2 separate regions of the Sus scrofa genome follow, and region 1 is linked to region 2. A link is a contact called in public HiChIP or PLAC-seq data. All regions are on one chromosome and are shown on one strand. Each heading gives the region's core, a stretch centred on a gene start, on an enhancer-like site or on the middle of the called end of the contact. The rest is flanking DNA. Distances are from core to core; before and after follow the strand shown.

Evidence for each region. HiChIP or PLAC-seq counts read pairs in DNA pulled down with a chosen protein or histone mark.
Region 1: a contact with region 2 is called in an H3K27ac HiChIP or PLAC-seq map of skeletal muscle, with 3 times the contacts expected there. The contact joins two enhancer-like sites. A contact is called at or near these places in 3 of 47 Hi-C or Micro-C datasets (all in blood) and 2 of 2 datasets of contacts at active chromatin or transcription factors (alveolar macrophages and skeletal muscle).

Annotation. Positions count from the first base shown.
Region 1 is chr1:97,599,544-97,604,507 of Sscrofa11.1, reverse strand. No RefSeq gene overlaps it. Among named protein-coding and RNA genes, the nearest start is that of SMAD2, 120 kb to the right of the region's middle. Within about 2 kb of position 2,622, at least 52 of the 83 cell types and tissues checked have an H3K27ac peak or open chromatin away from gene starts, as enhancers often do. A contact at or near this core is called in skeletal muscle, where this site is marked.
Region 2 is chr1:97,340,815-97,345,593 of Sscrofa11.1, reverse strand. No RefSeq gene overlaps it. Among named protein-coding and RNA genes, the nearest start is that of SMAD2, 140 kb to the left of the region's middle. Within about 2 kb of position 2,198, at least 9 of the 83 cell types and tissues checked have an H3K27ac peak or open chromatin away from gene starts, as enhancers often do. A contact at or near this core is called in skeletal muscle, where this site is marked.

The sequences.
Region 1 (4,964 bases), core at 1,373-3,872, 260 kb before region 2:
CCTGGGAACTTTCATACACCACAGGAGTGGTCCTAAAAAGACATAAATAAACAAACAAACAGACAAACATCTTGCACTGTTTCACCCTCCCCAAGCCTAGGAACTATGGAACACTACCTTCTCAAGGAGTTCCCGTCATGGCGCAGCAGAAACAAATCTAAGGAACCCTGAGGTTGTGAGTTTAATCCCTGGCCTCGCTCAGTGGGTTAAGAGTGTTACTGTGAGCTGTGGTGTAGGTCGCAGACATGGCTCAGATCTGGCGTTGGCTGCAGATACAATTAGACCCCCTAACCTGAGAACCTCCCAAAAAAAAGACAAAAATAAATTTAAAAAAATAAATAAATAAAGGTAACTTCCCAAGCAGTAAGCCTCCTCAGCATGGTCATTTCTGCCCTCTCTCTCCCTGGCGGTGGATACAGCCACCTCTACTTTCTCCCACACTCGAATCCACACTTCTCTGCTATCTTACTGAGAAGTAAGCTCCATGTTGAGCTTCCTTCCTCAAATTGGCTTTTCCTAATTTACTCCGCACAGCAAAGCCTGAATGTGTGTTTTAATGAAAACAGGCTTTTTTTGTTGCCATTTCAACATCACTCCTATAGGAGCTCCACTCTGAAATGCAAAAGTGCATTTTCCTATTCTGATAGCTAAAATGGCTCACACAGGTGGGCCTTTGTGGCAGAGGGGGGTGCTGCAGCTGGGGGAAGCGAGGGTGGCATCGCAGGAAAGAACATAGCAAAATGTGCCCAGAACGACGCCCTGGGGAATACTGGGGCTCACTACCTTACTTCCTCCTCCAGAGGGCGCTCCTGGTTTCTGGAAAAGATGGGGAACTTTCCCTCCCAGTCTGCACTTAGGCCCCGCCCACTGCTCTGGGGGGGTCAGAAGGGGAGTGTTACTGAGTGTGTTTTGGTTCATAGAATGAAGGTGATAGCATACACTTGGAAGTTTCTGATGGGGCCAGAAGGCCCATGGGGAACTCCGGCCCCATGTGCCATTAATAGGTGCTCAGTCACTGTTGCTTTTCTTTCTTCTTTGATCTATCAGCAACTTTTTTTTTCCTTTGCTTTTTGCTTTTTAGGGCCGCATCAGAGGCAAATGAAAGTTCCCAGGCTAGCAGTCTAATTGGACCTACAGCTGCTGGCCTACACCACAGCCACAACAATGCCAGATCAGAGCATCGTCTGTGACCAACACCACAGCTCACCGCAATGCCAGATCCTTAACCCACTGAGGGAAGCCTGGGATCCAACCTGCCACCTCATGGTTCCTAGTCGGATTTGTTTCCACTGCGCCAGGACGGAATCTCCATATCAATAACATTTTAAATAACTGTTCTGGAGTTCCCATTGTGGCACTGTGGAAACAAATTCGACTAGTATCCCTGAGGATACAGGTTCAGTCCCTGGGTCCGGGACCCAGCATTGCTGTGGCTGTGATGTAGGCCAGCAGCTGGAGCTTCGATTCAGTCCCTAGCCTGGGAACTTCCACATGCCTCAGGTGCGGCCCCAAAAAGCAGAATAAATAAATGATTGTGTTTATGTTTCTTTACATTTTTCCTTTTGCTTTTCTTTTATTCTTCAAATGGAAAAGGAAGGAAGGAGGGAAGAGAGGAGGGGAGGCAGGAGGCAGGGAGGGGCAGAGCCTCATACATTACTTATCCCAGTGATTATCTGAGTTGTTGTTTTGGGTAATCTGATTATGACGGTTAATCAATTGCCGGATCCTGTGGGAAAGCTGGAAGAAAGAAGTACAAGGACATCCTCTTTTTAAATTAGAAGGATGAGCTGTTAATTTCTCAGGATGTGCCTGGCACGTAAAGCTGTTGAAGACACCATGGGAGACCCACGCAACTATAGAAACATGTGGCCGGACCTCCCCTCCACATGCTGCCCAACTGCAACCCAACCTCCCTCAGCTCCCAGGACACAAGCAGGGACAACTCTGGAGTACGCTATGCTGGGGGCCAGGAGCTGGTGTATCCAGTTAAGAATATGCAGATTGCGACCTGCCGCTTGTGGAGGCAAGAGGCACCCACATGGGGGCAGCAGAGAGTTCCCTCAGCATGCCAACTCCCACTTTGCGGGAAGTGGAAACCGTGGGGTCTAAAAAATTACACCTAACAGAATTCGCTCAGCTCATCAACGTATACGGAGCGCCTATTAGAAGTCTGGAAGTATTTATAGATAACCGATAGGAAGGAGTAAGGGAGGAATTTCTTCCCCAGTGTAAAGTGAGACTTGGGAGAAATTTCCCCCAGAATAAAAGCACCCGCGCTGGTCACAGAGACACCGGGGGGCAGGGCTGGGGGGCGCTGCGGTGGGGCGGGTGATGCGTGTGGGCTGGCGCCGCCTGGAGTCTGTCCCCGACTCCAGCGCGCCGGCGGGAACCGGGCAGCGGGACACTGCGGGCTGGGTTCCAGGCGGGGTCCCTAGGAAGGGGCTGTTTTGTCAAAGGGTGGGGAGGCTCCGAATCGGAAGTACCCCCAAGGCGCCCAGCTGCCCGGCCCGGTCCGGGAAGCCTGGCGCGCTCGTCGCTGAGCCCGGTTGGGCACGGGCGGGGGCACAGCACGGGGAGGGGAGGGGAGAGGAGAAGAGAAGGGACGAGGAAGGAGGCCGGTCCCCGCCGGCTGCCGCCAGCCCCGCCGCGCCCCCGTGTGGCCGCCGCGCGCAGCTGCGCCACGTAGGGAACAAAGCGCAGCCACGAGTGGGGGCGAGGCGGGGGCGGAGCCGCGGGGAACGTGGGGGCTCTGGCTCTGCGGTTCCAAGGCAGGCTGGAAGGCCCCACAGAAGGATCTACGCCCCAAGTAGAAAAAACTATAACGCCAGACATGGCTGCTGCGGGAGATTCTGCGTAGCCGGGCAAGCAGGCAGGGGAGGAGGTGCTGTGACTCCCCACCCGCTGGGAAAGATTCCCGCACAGAAGCCTCCATCCGAGCGCTGAGCAGAGATCGGACTCGGGATGGAGTTTGAGGGAGAGAGAGGAGAGCTCACTGCTTTAGAACAGAAGCTCCTGTTCATTTAGCCAGGTCCAGCAGAGCCATGTTTAAGAGGGGACGAGAGACAGTGGTGGCCCCCGGATACCTCACCCTCCGAGGCCGGGATATGGACTAAGGTCAGCGGAGATGCAGAGAAGCACATAGCAGTGGTCCCCCACCCTAGGCTCCCGTGTGCACAGTCTACCAGGAGACCCTCTGCAGTATCACCATCCCCAGAGCAAGGGGAACCTCTCCTGGCCAGGACCCTTCGTCACCCGATCACACTGCCCTTTGTCCCTTGGTCTTTGCCATCTTCTGCTTTCAGAAGCTACCCTTGTCTAGCATCTCCTCTGGAGAAGGGAGTGCCACTTTCTCCTACAAAACAAAACCCAGAGCTGCCGGAGTTGGCAAGGGGAGAAGACTCTGCTGGGCACACTGCCATGGGTGCTGCCATTCCTGATTCCATGCTGTGGCCCCAAACTGGGTGTGGGACCCCTCCCTTAACCCTTGTGCTTGCCTGAGACCAGGCTGGAGTATCCACCAAGGCTTGAAGTGGGTAGGGGGCGGTGATCAAGGAAGAGAAGCAGATGCAGACCGTTCTGACCCTCTGCTTTCGGAGACACAACTTCTTAGTCAGCATCCTGGGCCAGTTCATCTTTGTTCCATGACCCACATCCTGGGGGGGGGTCACAGCAAGTCCCCATCCACCTCTCAAGGCCAGTCTCAGAGAACCTCCTAGATCCCAGGGGATGGCCACACACACACACACAGGCCACTGAACTGGGCCCCTTATCAAGGGGAAGGGATAAAAAATCATTCCTTTCCACATGGACTTTGGCCAGAAGGATCCTGTCTTCTCCAGCTCTGCCCCCTCTGCCGGGCTGTTGCTCACAGGGCAAAAACTGACTGGTATCGAGCATTTCTATAGAGGATGCTGATGGAGCATCCACTGTGTGTGCACTTTCCACCCTCCCTTTCAGCCCTGCAGTTTCCTTCCAGAGCTGGAACAGTGAGGTCTGCTTTCAACCCCAAGGCTAGGTCAGTTTCCCCTTAAACCTGTCCCTTCCTCTATTCCTCAGCTTCTAGCCTCCAGCACAGACCTCTTCCCCTGTGAGGTGGTTGTTTCCTCACAGTTACCACCCACTCCAGTCTCATCAGTAAATGGCTGCTGAGACTGTCACTTGAGAGCTTTGATGACGTCCGTGCCTGATGTCATTATCAATTGATTAAATACAAGTTCCTGTGGTCATTGGCATTGATTCTGTGGACTCAGATATCAGGTCTTGGGTTAAGAAGTAACTTGCCTGATGACACACTTTCTTGGAGAAAGCCATCAAATCCATCTTTTTGTTTTTTTGCTTTTTAGGGCTGCACCTGCGGCATATGGAGGTTCCCAGGCTAGGGGTCAAATCAGAGCTGCACCTGCTGGCCTACACCACAGCCACAGCAATGCCAGATCCAAGCCACTTCTTTGACCTACACCACAGCTCACGGGGCAATGCCAGATCCTTAACCCACTGAGTGAGGTCAGGGATCAAACCCACAACCTCATGGTTCCTAGTCAGATTTGTTTCTGCTGCGCCACGATGGGAACTGCCAGAGAAATCCATCTTGATTTATATATTCTAGCCCAGTGCAGACCTTGACTAAAAAGGGCCAGATAGTAGATATTTTAGGTTTCGCAGGGGCGAACAGTCTCTGCTACAACCACTCAGCACTGCAGTGGGAGTGAAGTAGCCACGGACAATGCATAGTAAATGGACTCAGCTGTGTTCCAATAAAACTTTATTTACAAAAACAGGCACAGAGCTGGATTTGGCTCCCAGACTGTAGATTACTCTTTTCCACCCTTGATGTGTATTTCGGCATCGTGGCTTAACAGAGCAGATTAAGTGGGTGAAAAAGACCTCAGCTTGGCCCCAGAACACCTGGGTGGCAGGGCTAGGCTTGCACCTCATAGCTGGCAACCTCTGAATCTCTGTTTTCT
Region 2 (4,779 bases), core at 949-3,448:
GCCCTGGAAGAGGGCACCCCTTTGAGCTCAGGCCCAGTCTGGGCAGGACTCCTGTGGGATGGAGAGGAAGCTTGGGGGAGGCTTTCTCCCCAGGACTTTCCTTGTGGAAGGAGGGGCAGATCTCTCTCTGCAGACCCTTTCCAGAGCAGAGGAAGTAACAGTCCTGCCAAGAGCCAGGGTCTCACCCCATGAGCCCCAGAAGCCTTTCTCAGCAGCAGTATCTGTGGTGTGGAAGGGAGGCGCATTCCTCTGGATGCTGGGGTGACCCTGCTTTGACCTGATGGCGGAGATTCTAGTTTCCGCTAAACTGCAGGGTTGGCATCTCCAAGGTGAGGAGGCTGGCAAAGGAGGTTCAGGGCACTCTGTTCAAAGACTCGAGAGAGGGAACTGGTGGGTTGAAAAGATCATGTCCTTCTCTCTTCCATTCAAGTGCTCACCTGTGGTCCATGATGGGGGCTGAGGGAGCCACCCTTTCAGAGGGTCATGAAGAATTCATCAGGCTTTTGTGTCTGCCTGCCCATGAACTCTGAGCGCAGACAATGGCCAGGCTGGGGGCCTTTGTCTCCCTCTCCACAGAGGCAGTGTCAAATGTTGGCCACATGTGGGTGGGGAACCCACCTCTCTTGGGAGAGGGGCAGTCCCGTAACATGATGAGGGGCACCAAACTCAGGGCTAATTAGTTAGAAATTATATTTTCCATTTGGCTAGGCCAGGAACAATTAGTCTAGGCACCTAAAGCCCAGAGAGACCATTGGGAAGAGGGATGATGCCAACTGTGTATGTGCTTCCTTGAACCTCGCCTGGGGGAAGAAAACAGGTGTGCCACCCTGCCACCCCCTGCCCCAGATACTCACTGTCAGAGAATCAGCCAAACAAACCATCCAACAACAATAAATTGGTAACTGTATATTGAATGCTTTTCTAAGGAAGGGGTTAAAGCAACCACTTACCTGATAGAGACAAAGGATGCTTACAGAGACATCAAGAAGGCCCATCATTCTACAAACCATTTCTAGCACTTACATGCCTCGTACTGTGTTGTGTCTATTAGCAATTCCTGTAGTGTCTGAAATTCCACCATTAGAAATTCATTTCTTTGTGGTGTTTGATGTTTTAATAATTTAGCATTTATCAAGCATTTACTGAACTCATGTTATATGGCAGGTACTCTTTCAGATGCGAAGATACACGAATGAACAAGAGGAAAAATGCCTGCTTTTATGGATCCTCCAGTCCAGTGAGGGAGACAAAAATAAACAGATATATATTTTGTCAGATGAAGAATTTCTATGAAGGAAACCAAGGTGGGTAAGGGGATGATGCATGATGGGGATGTTCTTTTAGATATGGGGGTCAGGACAGGCCTCTGAAGAGGGGCATTGAGCAGCCATGGAAAAGCTGGGCTGGAACCAGCTCTGTGGCTAAGGGGGCAAAGGGCACTGCAGGCAGAGGGGAGGGCCCAGGTAGGACTGTGCTTGGCGTTTGTGACTATCAAGTGAGCCAACATGGCTGGAACGAAGTGAGTGGAAAAGGAGAGGAAGAGGGCGGGGTCTGAGCACGCAGTGTCTTGAGGGCCACTGATAGGACTCAGCTTTAACTCTGAGTGAGATGAGCCACTGGGATTTTGAGTGAGAAGTGACATGATGAGACTCGTGTTTTACCAGGACGTGGCTGCGTGGTGGAGGATGGGCTGGGGAGGGGGGCACAGATGGTAGAAGGGAGGCTAATTAGAAACTTCTGCAACGGTTCATAAACCATCGTGCCCTCGTTAATCTCAGGCCAGATCAAATGAAGGCCCTCCAACCCACGGTTCTCCAAAGGCTTGTGTGGGACTGGGCTCTCAGAAAATGTCCTGGCCTTCCTAGGCATCTTCTCCTGTAATCCTGAGCTCCCACTTTGGGCTTGTCTGTTCCAAACGCATTCCCCAAAAGCAATCCCCCAAATCCACACTATCCCGAGAACTCTTTAGAGGGCCCCTCATTCCATTATTATTTTGATATCGTTCTTTCTTCCGGCGTCCAGCCAATGTGAAGTTGGCGCCTTGTCAGCCGTCCAATGGGAGAGAGGAGGCGGGAGGAGAAAGTCCAAGGAGAGGTGCCCGGGTTCCCGAGCCGCTGGCCGGTCCTCAGGTCAACGCGGCGAATTGGTCACCAGGAGGCGCCCGAGCGCCAGGGTTTGCTTGATGGCTCCGCGCTGCCAGGAGGGTGCGGCGCGCAGCGGCCACCAGGGGGCAGCAGAGCGCGGGGCCGAGAACGCGGGGAGCGGGGTAGGCGGCGGCAGCTGTGTTGCCGGCTACGAGCGGAGTTCTCTGTTAGGAGGGTAATTTAGAGCAATTACACCGATTATTATTGCTTTTCTAATTAGTGCTTTTCCTACAGAATTAGCCGAGTGTTTATTAGGAGCTGCTTGTTGCCAGCAGCTTAACTGCTTCGGTGCCGGCGCGGGGCGCCGCGAGCGGGGAAGAGCAGCGCCGCCCTCGCCGCCGCGTGGGGCCAGTTGGTTATGTGGTTTCGCATAAAAGCACGGATTAAATATTCATTCTGCTTTGTTACATATAGCATTAAATTTTTATCAGCTGTATGTTTTCCTTGAAGTTTTCCCTGCGTGTTAACATTCAGGCGGGCTGCAGGAAAACTCCCGGGCTCTGGCGGGTGGGGCGGACAGATGGGGACTCCGGGGGTGTTGGGGCCAGAGGGACTGGGCGAGGGAGGGATGGTCACCTCTTAGACATCTGTGACACCTCTAGACTGCTCCCAAATCTTGCGCTCCAGGATCCTCAGAACCGCCTGGGAGGTAGGCAGGGAAGGAATGTCTCACCCCATCGAAGGGGGGGAGAAAACTGAGACCCCCCCACCTCACGTGGTCTTTGTGATATGCCCTGGGTGACCTGAAACCAAACTGTGGAGTCAAGCTCGATTTCTCCAGTCCACTGTCACCTATGGGAGCTTCCAAAACCAGAGCCCCCCGGGCACCCGGGACACCATCGAGGGGCCCCACCCAGGCCACTCTTCCCACAGGAAGGGCAAGTTGGAACTTCCGTGGCTCAATCCCAGGTAAGCCCGCCTACCTTGTGCTTCTGACTTTAGCCTCCTCCTTCTGGAACCCTTAACCCAGAGCAGCAGCTGGCTCCTCGTCAGCCTGCGGGGTGGGGGGGGGGGGGAGAAGGGAGGGAGGAGAAAGTCCAAGGAGCGTCCCGGGTGGTGAGAGGCAGAGGAGAGGGGAGTTTGGTTTGTTAAAGCACTGCCTTTAAGTTGGGTAGTTGTTACCCTCCCTGAGGAAGGGGAGGGGTTGTCCTCAATTCATTAGTCTTGGGGACCCCAAGTGAGAAAAACTAAACACACCTGTGCAGGAGTTCCTGTTGTGGCTCAGTAACAGAACCGGACTGGTATCCATGAGGACGTGGATTCCCTCCCTGGCCTTGCTCAATGGGTTAAAGGATCTGGTGTTGTGGTGAGCTGTGGTGTAGGTCTCAGATGCGGGTGGCATCCAGTGTTGCCGTGGCTGTGATGTAGGCTGGTGACTACAGCTCTGACTCCTAATCTGGGATCTTCCATTTGCCATGGGTGTGGCCCTAAAAACAAAAAAACCCCCCACAAAAACAAAAGCCCCACACACTTGTACACCTCTAGCAGAACCAGAGGCTGCCATTTGTGTCATGAAGGTTGATCCACTATTCAAAAGGCTTCTTGGAAGACCGCCCCCCACCCCCCAGTGCATCCAAGTGTTTGTTTACAGCTCATTAACTACTTGATGGAAAGGCTGGGGTGGGGGCAAGACAGGGAAATATTGACAGAAAATCTATCAGAAATGAAGATTAACGATCTCCAAGATGTTCCTGTGGGTCAATAGGGAAATGGGATTTGAGTTTAAAAAAACGGGGTCTGCTAAGCTGAGATTTCATCCCCCCATTTGTCTCTGCACAGAGCGAGGCCCACTAGGGTTAAGAGGGCTCCTCAGATTTGGGGGTGGGGCTCTGACTGGAAACCTTCTGGTCTGGTTGTCTCCTCCTCCTGGCCTTGGTTCCTCCTCAGCAAGGGGAGGATGGAGGAGAAATTTGGGCTGCTTTATCTCACCACCACTCTAACTGGTCAAACTGACCCCTTCAAGACGCCTTCCTTGTGTCCCGCCCTGTTGCTTTCGTTTCAACAAGACCGACTTTCTAGGAGGGGCTGTAAGGGAAGGCAGCAGGCAGTTTTACACAAGTTCCCAAGTGCCAGAGAGGAAGAAAGGCTGGAAGATGGCTCAGCCAGTGTCTGTCCCCAGTGGCCTCTGAGGCCAGGCAGCTCTGGAGTTGTACCAGCCACAGGGCACTCTGACCACAGGGCGGAGAGGGCCTGGCTTGACACTCCACCCCGTTCTGCTCACAGGTTTCCTGCTTTGCCTTCTCCCAAGCACCTGCCTCAGTGGCAGCTCATTCAGGAAAGATGGTGCTTTAGCTCCTGTCTGAACACAGCTGTGTGGAAACCTCCAGACTCCCAGGCACCCAGGACATTGCTTCCAATGTGTCCTGCTCCAGGCAGCTATGGTTGCCTGAGAATCCCTGGGTCTTCCTGCTGTGGAGGCCTGTTTGAGGCCTGGGTTCCTTGGCCTCTGCCAGCTTCCCTCCCCCCCGCCCCTCCCACAATATGTGGCCCCCTCCCTTAGGTAGTGCCATTTCTGGCCCTTGTCTTCCTGGATCTTTTTCTGCTTTCCACTCTGCAAGAGTCCTTGGGACTAAGAAGCAAACCAGGGCACGGCTGACTATTTGAAATGAAAAAGAAAAAGAACAAAGAGAGAAAC